Regions from separate parts of the Mus musculus genome. Here region 2 is linked to region 1. Evidence: chromatin contacts called from public HiChIP or PLAC-seq data. All regions are on one chromosome and are shown on one strand. Each heading gives the region's core, a stretch centred on a gene start, on an enhancer-like site or on the middle of the called end of the contact. The rest is flanking DNA. Distances are from core to core; before and after follow the strand shown.

Region 1 (4,132 bases), core at 463-2,962:
ATCTGGAAAGTCCCAAGTGTCTTCCCAACCAGAAAAGGTTCAAACCGAAACGGAAGAACGGAGAGATGACTGCCTGTCATCAGAGTTGTCTCTTCTGTCCTTTCATTCTCAGATTCAGCCTGACACTTATTTTTTTGCTTAAGAAACAATGTGCAGTTTGTATCTGCATGATAATGCAGACAGAATTCCTATTTAAGAGGATCCCACTCAGAGGACACCAGAGCCCCTCTGTCCACCTCTAACTTTAGGTTAAAGACCCACAGGTTTGAGGACAGACTTTTCTGTAAGAGCAACCCTAACTGCTTCCTCCTGCAATGGGGCTCCTGGTATCTAAACTTAATGATTCTTTCAGGTCTCTTGGGTAGCAGAGCTGGTGCCATCAAGCAGGCCCCAGCATGCTGGGTAGGGCAGCTTTTTTTTTTTTTTGAGTATTGTGCTGTTTGTCATGTTGAATTTGGTAAATATTTTCCTTTCCTAGTAATGAATGACAGCGACTCAGCTGAAGGCACAAAAGGCACTTTGCCTGGATGTTAATTATTGAGGCTGCACAAGGAGATCACAGCAGGATGGCTGGCCAGAGGCAGCTGCTTGCCTTATAGACAGGAGCACCGAAGCAACCTTCAGAGGATGCTGTCTAGGACCAGCTAAGCCACAGGATCTGAATGGACTCCACTGCCCTTACATATCAATGTCCCTGGAATCTGAAACAACACATAATGTTCTTTCCTCTTCTTTCTTTTAAATTTAATTTTATAATTGTGTGTATGTGTATGCACACATGCACACACATGCACTCACCATATGTGTGCACATGTATATGGGGTGGCAAGAGGTTAATGTTGGGTGCCTTCCTCTGTTACTCTCCACCTTCTCTGTGGAGACTCTGTCTTTTACTAAACCCAGGTTCACCAGTGGACTAGACTGGCTGGCCAGAAAACGCTGGAGATCTGCTTGTCTCCCCTTCCTGTCCCCCCAGGCTTGCAAACATGTACTACCACGCCTGGATTTTTAAAGTAGGGGTTGGGAATCCGAACTCAGGTCCTCCTTCTTGTGCAGGCTTTAATGGTGGCCTAGACAGTCTCCCTCTCAGTACCTCATCTTCCTGACATGAAGATCCCAAATGTCCAAGAGAGACATTTCAACTGAAGATCCTTGGCTGCCGAGCATGCCTTTGAGTGTGGCTGCAAGAGACTTCGAGGAAGGGGCTCCTTTCTGAGCAGAACCCTGCCTGGGAGTCCACCTTGGGGGCACAGATTTTTATTGTGGCAAAATTTAGTGGCACTCACAGGAGCCCGTTGCTCTCAGGCAAACCAGAGCCTGAATGAATGCTTTAATTATCCTGGCAGCTTCCCCTGAGACCTCATTCTTCATTTCAATTTTTTGGAAACTCATGTATGCGATTTTCTTCTTCCCTTGACCAGCCATCAGTCATTCTGAGAGCACTCCTCTGGAAATCCCATGAGGAATATAAATTATGGCTGCTGATGCAGGGAGCCTCCCTTGTGCTGGTTCTGGTTGTTCCTTGGGAATTTTCAGGGATTCCTGAGACAAAGAAGAGGGACAAAGGTGATCCCTGCTCTTCAGGGCTTATGGCCACTCTTCTTCCCTTTATGCTTCTTCTTCTGTCTTCCCTACCTTTGCAGCTTGGAGTGAAGTGGTCTGGGCATGTGTGGCTAACTTGTTTACAATGAAACCCCACAAGGTTAGCTATGTTAAAAGTGGAACTTCTTGAAACCGAATGGTTCCTTGGGTGGTTTAATTTGCATATGGGTTTCATTACCCTAACTGGGTTCAGGAAATTGGTATTTGTCCGTTGGTATTACTAAATATCTAGCAAGAAGAAACTTAAGGTAGGAGAAGCTGACTATAGCCATGGTTTGAGGGAATTTGGTGTAACATGGCAGGAAAAGTGTGATGGGTGGGGAAGGTCCCGTGGTGGGGAGGTCCACGGCAGCAGGTCTATGTGCAGCTACTTATACCTCTGCAGGAAGAGAACCTGACCTGCCTGCAAACTTCAAGGCCTCCATCATAATGATCAACTTCCCCAGGAAGACTTTCATAAACATTCCACAACCTCCAGCACCAATAGCTAGGATTGTGAAAACACAGGGCTTTTTTCCCCAGCCTTTGCTCTGAAATAATGACACAGAGACCTGGTTTATTTATTAAAAACCTTTTGCACTATAGCTGGGCAGGGTTCTCACCTATTCTAACCGGACCATGCTATGTATTACTCAGCCACGTGCCCCATTGCCTGCCATCTTTGTCTCTCTCTGGTTGCATCTGCTCCATCAATGAGAGTCCTCTCATGACTCTCTCTGACAACCCCAGCCCCCCATCTCTCTTGGTTAGAGAATCTCTCTCTGGGATCAAAAGTCCAGCCTCCTCCTCTCCTGTGCAGCTATTGGCTGATCAGCTCTTTATTAACCAATCAGAGGGGATGGGAAACAATTTTGATACATTAAGGCAGGAGATGCTTGACAATGCTAACCTCAGGATTGCAACCAGATCTCTGGACCCAGTAATGAGCATCTGAATACACAGTGCACAGAACCAAGCATTTGAATACACATTGTACACAACCATCCCAACAGGGACTAAGTGTTCAAATACAAGAAACATTTCACGTCCAAACTACCACACATGTCAGAGTAATTCCAAAACAGCTCTGCACTAGAGGCAGTTCCATGCAGACTGGCATTCTGTCTCAGTAGAACCAGGACTTGTGAGTAGGATCTAGATGTGTCCACAAGTTCCCACCCCATTTCCCTTCCCTTTCTCATCTACAATATATACAATTACAGGACTTATTGATCAATTGAGGAAGGATTTATGAAGTTGCCTAGCATTTACTAGGCCTGTATTATTTGGCTGAGTGTGCAGAATGAACAAGACATATATAGTCCCAGTCTTCTCTAGGTACAGTCGTGAAAGGAGAGGTGGAACGAGTGGGTCAGGAGTGAGTCCAGGAATCCACACCTGGAGCAGGCAGTGCTTGATGGTTGATGGGTGCTCCAGGGAGCACTGCTAACAAGTGCCAGATCACATTCCTATACTTTAACTGTGCTATCTTATTTTTCATACTTTAATCCTGTCATTCTCAGAGGATTTGACCAGCCAGAAGGATAGATGAGGAGTCTGGGGTGGCAGAGGCCCTGGCCCTTTTGGTTACACAAACTCTTTCTGTTTTTAATAAAAAAACCTTCTTACAAAGAGTTGAGGACAAGATTCTGTTGTCTAAGTAAATAGGCATGAGCATGGATGAGGAAGAGTGGGGACTTCCGCTGGCATTAACAACATCCTTTTCTGAGTCCAAGTGAATTCATTAGTAAATTAAGAATTATGAGGTTAAATAATTGTGAGAGACAAGATCAAATAGAGACGAAGACTATATTTCCTAGCTCTGTCAAAGAAATCTTAAGGTCTCCTACCTAGGCAGTCTTTCTAGAAATATTGAATTCCTCATTATTATTTCTGAAGTTAAACAAGAATAAATTTGAATAATTAATGCATTGGGTTCTCCCTTCACCGCCTCCTCTACCACTTGTTAGCATCTATATTATCTTAAGGTGCTAAGAGGAAAGAAATAGCAGAGAAGTGCAGCACAGTTTGTAGATGGCAGCTAAATTGCTCTCTTGGCTTGTGGGTGGAGGTGGTGATTTTGATTGAAGAGTAGAGAGCCCTTGACTGACTGTAAGCTCTTGGGAGACTATGCCACTGTCTCTCTGATCTGTCTCAAGACAGGACTCTGACAAACCCTATCAGGCAAAGCATCCTTTCTGATTGGGTGTGAGTGGGTCTCAGAGCTGACTGAAGGAGAAGAACAAATGGGTTCATATCTGGCAAGACTAATGTGATCTGCTCAGGCCCGAGGAAGCAGAAACAGGAATTGTGTTCAGGTGTAATGCCTATCTCTGAGGCTCCAGGGCTGGCATCACTGTACCAGATTTTGAACAATACTGCTTATGTTTTTGGCCACTGTTTGCTGTGCATGGTGAGGATCATTACCAGCTACATATATAGGGATTAGTAGGTAAGTCAATTACTTGACTTTGGAAGAGCCACTGGCTTCCTCCACCAACCTGAAGGGTCTGTTGGATGCCCTCTCCCTGGTGGCCTGTAAGTGGGGAGG
Region 2 (4,132 bases), core at 736-3,235, 370 kb before region 1:
TCCGAGGAAGTCAGTCCAGAAGGGGCATCACTGGCAGGAACACCAGGCAGAGCATATGGATAGCCCCCTGCCTGTGTCCCCTCCAAGAACTGTGGTTCTCACGCGACCCCAACCCCAACCCTGTAGCCCCCAAGTCAAGCATCCACTGCTGGACCTGTTCAACAACAACTCCAGCAGCAGCATCCCTCTAGGGCTGCAGGGGCCCTCAGGAGTGGCTGTCCACAGGAATAGATCTGAAAAGGACCAGTGCTGTCAGGAGCCTGTGCTGCCTCTGGAGAGCAATGGAGATGGTAAGGACTGCTGTCATTTGCTCTCCATCCTAATCACCTTAGGATAAGGCCCATAACTCCCCCTCCCCCCAGCCCCCAGCACCTTGTGGATCCCTCAGAGCAGCAGCAGGCCTGCAGGATGTAGGGGAGCACCAGCTGGGTGCAGGACTTAGCAAGAGCATGGAGCAAGTTAGCCAGTGTTCTGTGCTTGGGGGATGGGGAGCAGGGGCTTGGACCTCGGTGGGGATGGAGCCAGATGGGAACTCTGGGGTGTGTAGGGGAAGCTTCAGTCCACAGCTGCTGGGGCCAGGCTTTGTGGGCATTTGACTCTTGTAAACTATGAGTAATCTACTGTTGTTTAGAAGAGTGACTACCGACAGTCACCTGCCTCTTCCACCTTCTCTCTTCTGTGCTTTGCACTGCCTTGTTCACTGTTGGTCATGCACCCTGTACAAGCTCAGACCTGTCCTGCGCACTGTGGGAAATTACTCAAGCAGGCTCCCTGCCCTTAAGGTTCTCTGTGGTCACACGTGTCTGTGGGGTGCAGTGACCAGCAGGGGGAGCACTACAGCAAGCTGCCGCTCTGATCCCTCCGTGGCCCTGGTTGTCCGACCTGCTAGTAGATTCTAATGGGCAAGGCTGCCAAAGCTCCTTGCCCTAGGGAGGAGGAGTCTCGCCGTGGGCAGATTCTGTGCCCGCTCTGATCCGCACTGCTGTGATCCCAGCGGACAGCAGTGAAGTTGCTGAGGCAAAGCCTCTCCCCCCTAGTTGTTCTGCCTCCACCCATCTCCCGCCCTCCACACCGAGCTCAGCTGTGCCTCCCTCTCCTGTGTGGGCTCCAGGCTGGTGTGAACCTAGCCACGTCCTGCAGACCTTCTGAGATGCAGTGACCTTTCTGGGAACCCTGAGTCTGCACTTCCTTGAGAACTTAGTGAGGATTCTCTTATTAGTGACAGGGCCCCTGGGTAACCGCTTCCTCTCTCTATCCTCATGTTTTCTTATCTAGACGGGGAGGGTTAAGATACAGCCTGTCTCGTGGGAACCACAGGGCAAGTCTATGAAGGGTTCAGTCACCCTTCATATCACCAAGTGCATACAATGGACCCAAGATGGAAGCTATAGTAAAAGCTGTGGCAATTTTAGATTGTTTCCCCAGTTCTCGACTGTGTCCCTTGACACGGAATGGGCATGACCTACCACAAGTAACTAACACTTAACAAATACTTATTAGGTGCCCAGCTGGGTGATGGGGTAACAGTAGTCCACAGTCCTCCATAGCACCCCCACTCTTATCCTCAAAGTTTCCAGTTTAGCAGATGCTCAAGGATGAGCCCCGCCTCCTTCACTGACTGCTTCCTGGGCTTCTACTGCTTCTGCTCCTACGGCTCCCACCTCTCCCCGGCATCTCCTGCTCCTCAGGTCAGGCTGGGAAATGGGCCTTTCCCCCGTGTGACCTGTGGGGACAGTCATGTAGCAGGGGCGGCTCTGTGGCTGTTGCAGGAACACTCCAGGACTCTCTCCAGTCAGTGGATATCGCCACTGTCAACTCTACAGCCATCACCCTCGCCCTTACCTCAGAGGAGCCTGAGCGCAGCCAGGAGTGGGGAGGAGGTTCACAGAGGACAGGATCCAGCTCTGGGGGCCATGTGCCCACTGGGTGAGTGGCAGGAGCAAGCCCTGACGACATAAGGCATGCTGGATGGGGACATACCACCTGGAGCATAGTGTCTCTTAACTTCCTCTTCCAGACCCAGAAGGCCCTAGACCACATCCTGGTGCCCTAAACCACCCTCCCTAATTCTGTGTGTGTGTGTGTGTGTGTGTGTGTGTGTGTGTGTGTGTGTGTGTGTGTGTTGTACATGTGTGCTCATAGGGAAAACCGGGTACACGTGTGTCTGGGGACACATGGCTGTACGTATCTAAGTATATATACAGGCCAGATGTTAACATTGGGGGAATCTTACTTAGTTGCCTCACACCGTGTGTTTGAACCCCCAACCCACATTGTCTCTGCCTCCTGGAACTGGGGTTACAGACGTGCTGCTCTGCGTGGCCTGGCTTGTAAGTGGGCACTGGGGATCTGAACTCAGGTCCTCAGGCTTCTATGCCACTTCTATGCACTTGACCTACTCCAGCCCCACCTTTGCTAATTCTCTTTATCTGACGGACTTCATTGAGGCACGGAGTAATATCCCCACCCTTGAGCCCCAGCTACTAATGATACAGCTGAGGGCCACAGCCCTCAAGGTGCTCCCAGGATGCAAACTGATCCCCTTCCTTGCACCAGCTGAGGCCTAGCCACCTGAGACCTTGCTGGAACCTCCTTGGACCAAGTTCAAAGCCTAGGCAAACCTGGTACTTGTAAGGGCTTTCCCAGCTCCAGACTGTATCCTGTGACTGCACACAGCACTCGGCCTCCTGACGGCCCAGACAGGTCTGGACGGTTGCCACAATGTGAGGACTGTCTGGCCAGTTCCTCCTGGACATCTCTCTCAAGTATCTAGCTGTTCCCTCAATAAAAACACCACGGTTGCTTTCCCCACACCCCCTTCCCAGCAGCTGTGGTGCTGTCCCCACAGCTTAGACCTCGATCTGCCTCCTCCTGCTTTCCCTCCCTTACCCACCGGCAGCCCTCGCCAGCCCCCAGCCCCTCTCTCTACCATCTGGTCTAAGCTGTCTCGCTTCTTAGCTGCACAAGGGAATATTTTTTTAGAACCCAATTAAATGGTATCATTGTCCTACTTAAAGCCCCACAGTAGCCTCTCCTCTCCTCTTCCCGGGGCTGACAGTGCTTGGCGTGGTGGGACTTCCCTGCCTGCCTGGCTTCACCGCACACCCCTTCCTGCTTCTCTCCCTACCTGGCTGCTGTCATTGAACTCATCACATTTGTTTCTGCTCAGACAGAGGTCCCAGCTGTTCTGTGCTCTAACAGTTCTCACTTCAGGCTTAAGGGCCTGACTCCTTCCTGTCATTGGCCCTTGGTATAAAGATTGTTTTCTGCCAAAGAGCTCTTCCCTGGAAACTATTTAAAATAAGTGCCTAGTCCCACCCTGCTTCACCCCACACATCACTGTTTGGCTTCTCTTCTTCTTGTGGCCTGTTGTTGATAAGTTTCTCTATTCCCTTAGCTGAGGGCGGACAGATAGGAGGCTTGTGAGACATCCCGCGGGAGCGGAGTGGATGGCTTCTACTTTCACGGGGTACCTGGCAGAGTCTGCGTGGCTCTCCTTGCTACAGCCTGATTCTTAGAACCTCCTTGAGGACATGGGCCCTGGTCCACTGGGGTCTGTGGAGCCCTACGATGCAGGATACATCCAGCTCATGCCCTCCCCTTTGCGTTTCAGAGCATCACTTGAGGCCAGTGCAGGGCACAGGTCACCCTCAAGCACCCATTCTGATGGGAACAAGAAAAGGAGGAGTAGCATTACCTCTGCCCTGGGGCTCAAAAAGCTTTTCTCAGCCCTGGGCCACACACCCCAGCCCAGACTTGGCCCATCCCGAAGCTACAGTGTGGAACAACTGCAGCCCTCAGCCCTGGCTCCACAGACCAGCACCCCCAAAGTGAAAAGAGCCCCATCGTTACAGACCCTGCATCTGGTGAGTCCCCAGGGCCCTGGCTATAGGGTGTGGTTCCAGTGGTGTGGTCTAATGGGATGAGAGTGGAAGGGGAGGCAAGTCCAAGTCACAGCAGTGGCGAGCCGCTAGCATCCTCACGACTGTCTCACAGTACTTGTGCTTACTGTGTGTGAGTGACCCTTAATCCTGTTTCTTCACCCACCACCTACTGTCCTCTCTCTCTCTCTCTCCCTGTTGCCTGTGTGCTGGAGAGTTCGTGCCCTGCATTCTTTAACCTACTCCTTGGC

The links. HiChIP or PLAC-seq counts read pairs in DNA pulled down with a chosen protein or histone mark.
Region 2: a contact with region 1 is called in an H3K27ac HiChIP or PLAC-seq map of acute myeloid leukemia, with 4 times the contacts expected there. The contact joins two enhancer-like sites. A contact is called at or near these places in 5 of 115 datasets of contacts at active chromatin or transcription factors (acute myeloid leukemia, differentiating embryonic stem cells, embryonic stem cells and 2 more).

The regions. Positions count from the first base shown.
Region 1 is chr1:154,846,986-154,851,117 of GRCm38.p6, reverse strand. It overlaps a transcript of Cacna1e not described here. Among named protein-coding and RNA genes, the nearest start is that of Gm51649, 62 kb to the right of the region's middle. Within about 2 kb of position 1,712, at least 32 of the 459 cell types and tissues checked have an H3K27ac peak or open chromatin away from gene starts, as enhancers often do. A contact at or near this core is called in acute myeloid leukemia, where this site is marked.
Region 2 is chr1:155,221,069-155,225,200 of GRCm38.p6, reverse strand. It overlaps BC034090 (cDNA sequence BC034090), which reads left to right. Exons shown (of 10, transcript NM_001370865.1): 5 at 1-290; 6 at 1,770-1,926; 7 at 3,614-3,866. Among named protein-coding and RNA genes, the nearest start is that of Gm31102, 20 kb to the left of the region's middle. Within about 2 kb of position 1,985, at least 169 of the 459 cell types and tissues checked have an H3K27ac peak or open chromatin away from gene starts, as enhancers often do. A contact at or near this core is called in acute myeloid leukemia, where this site is marked.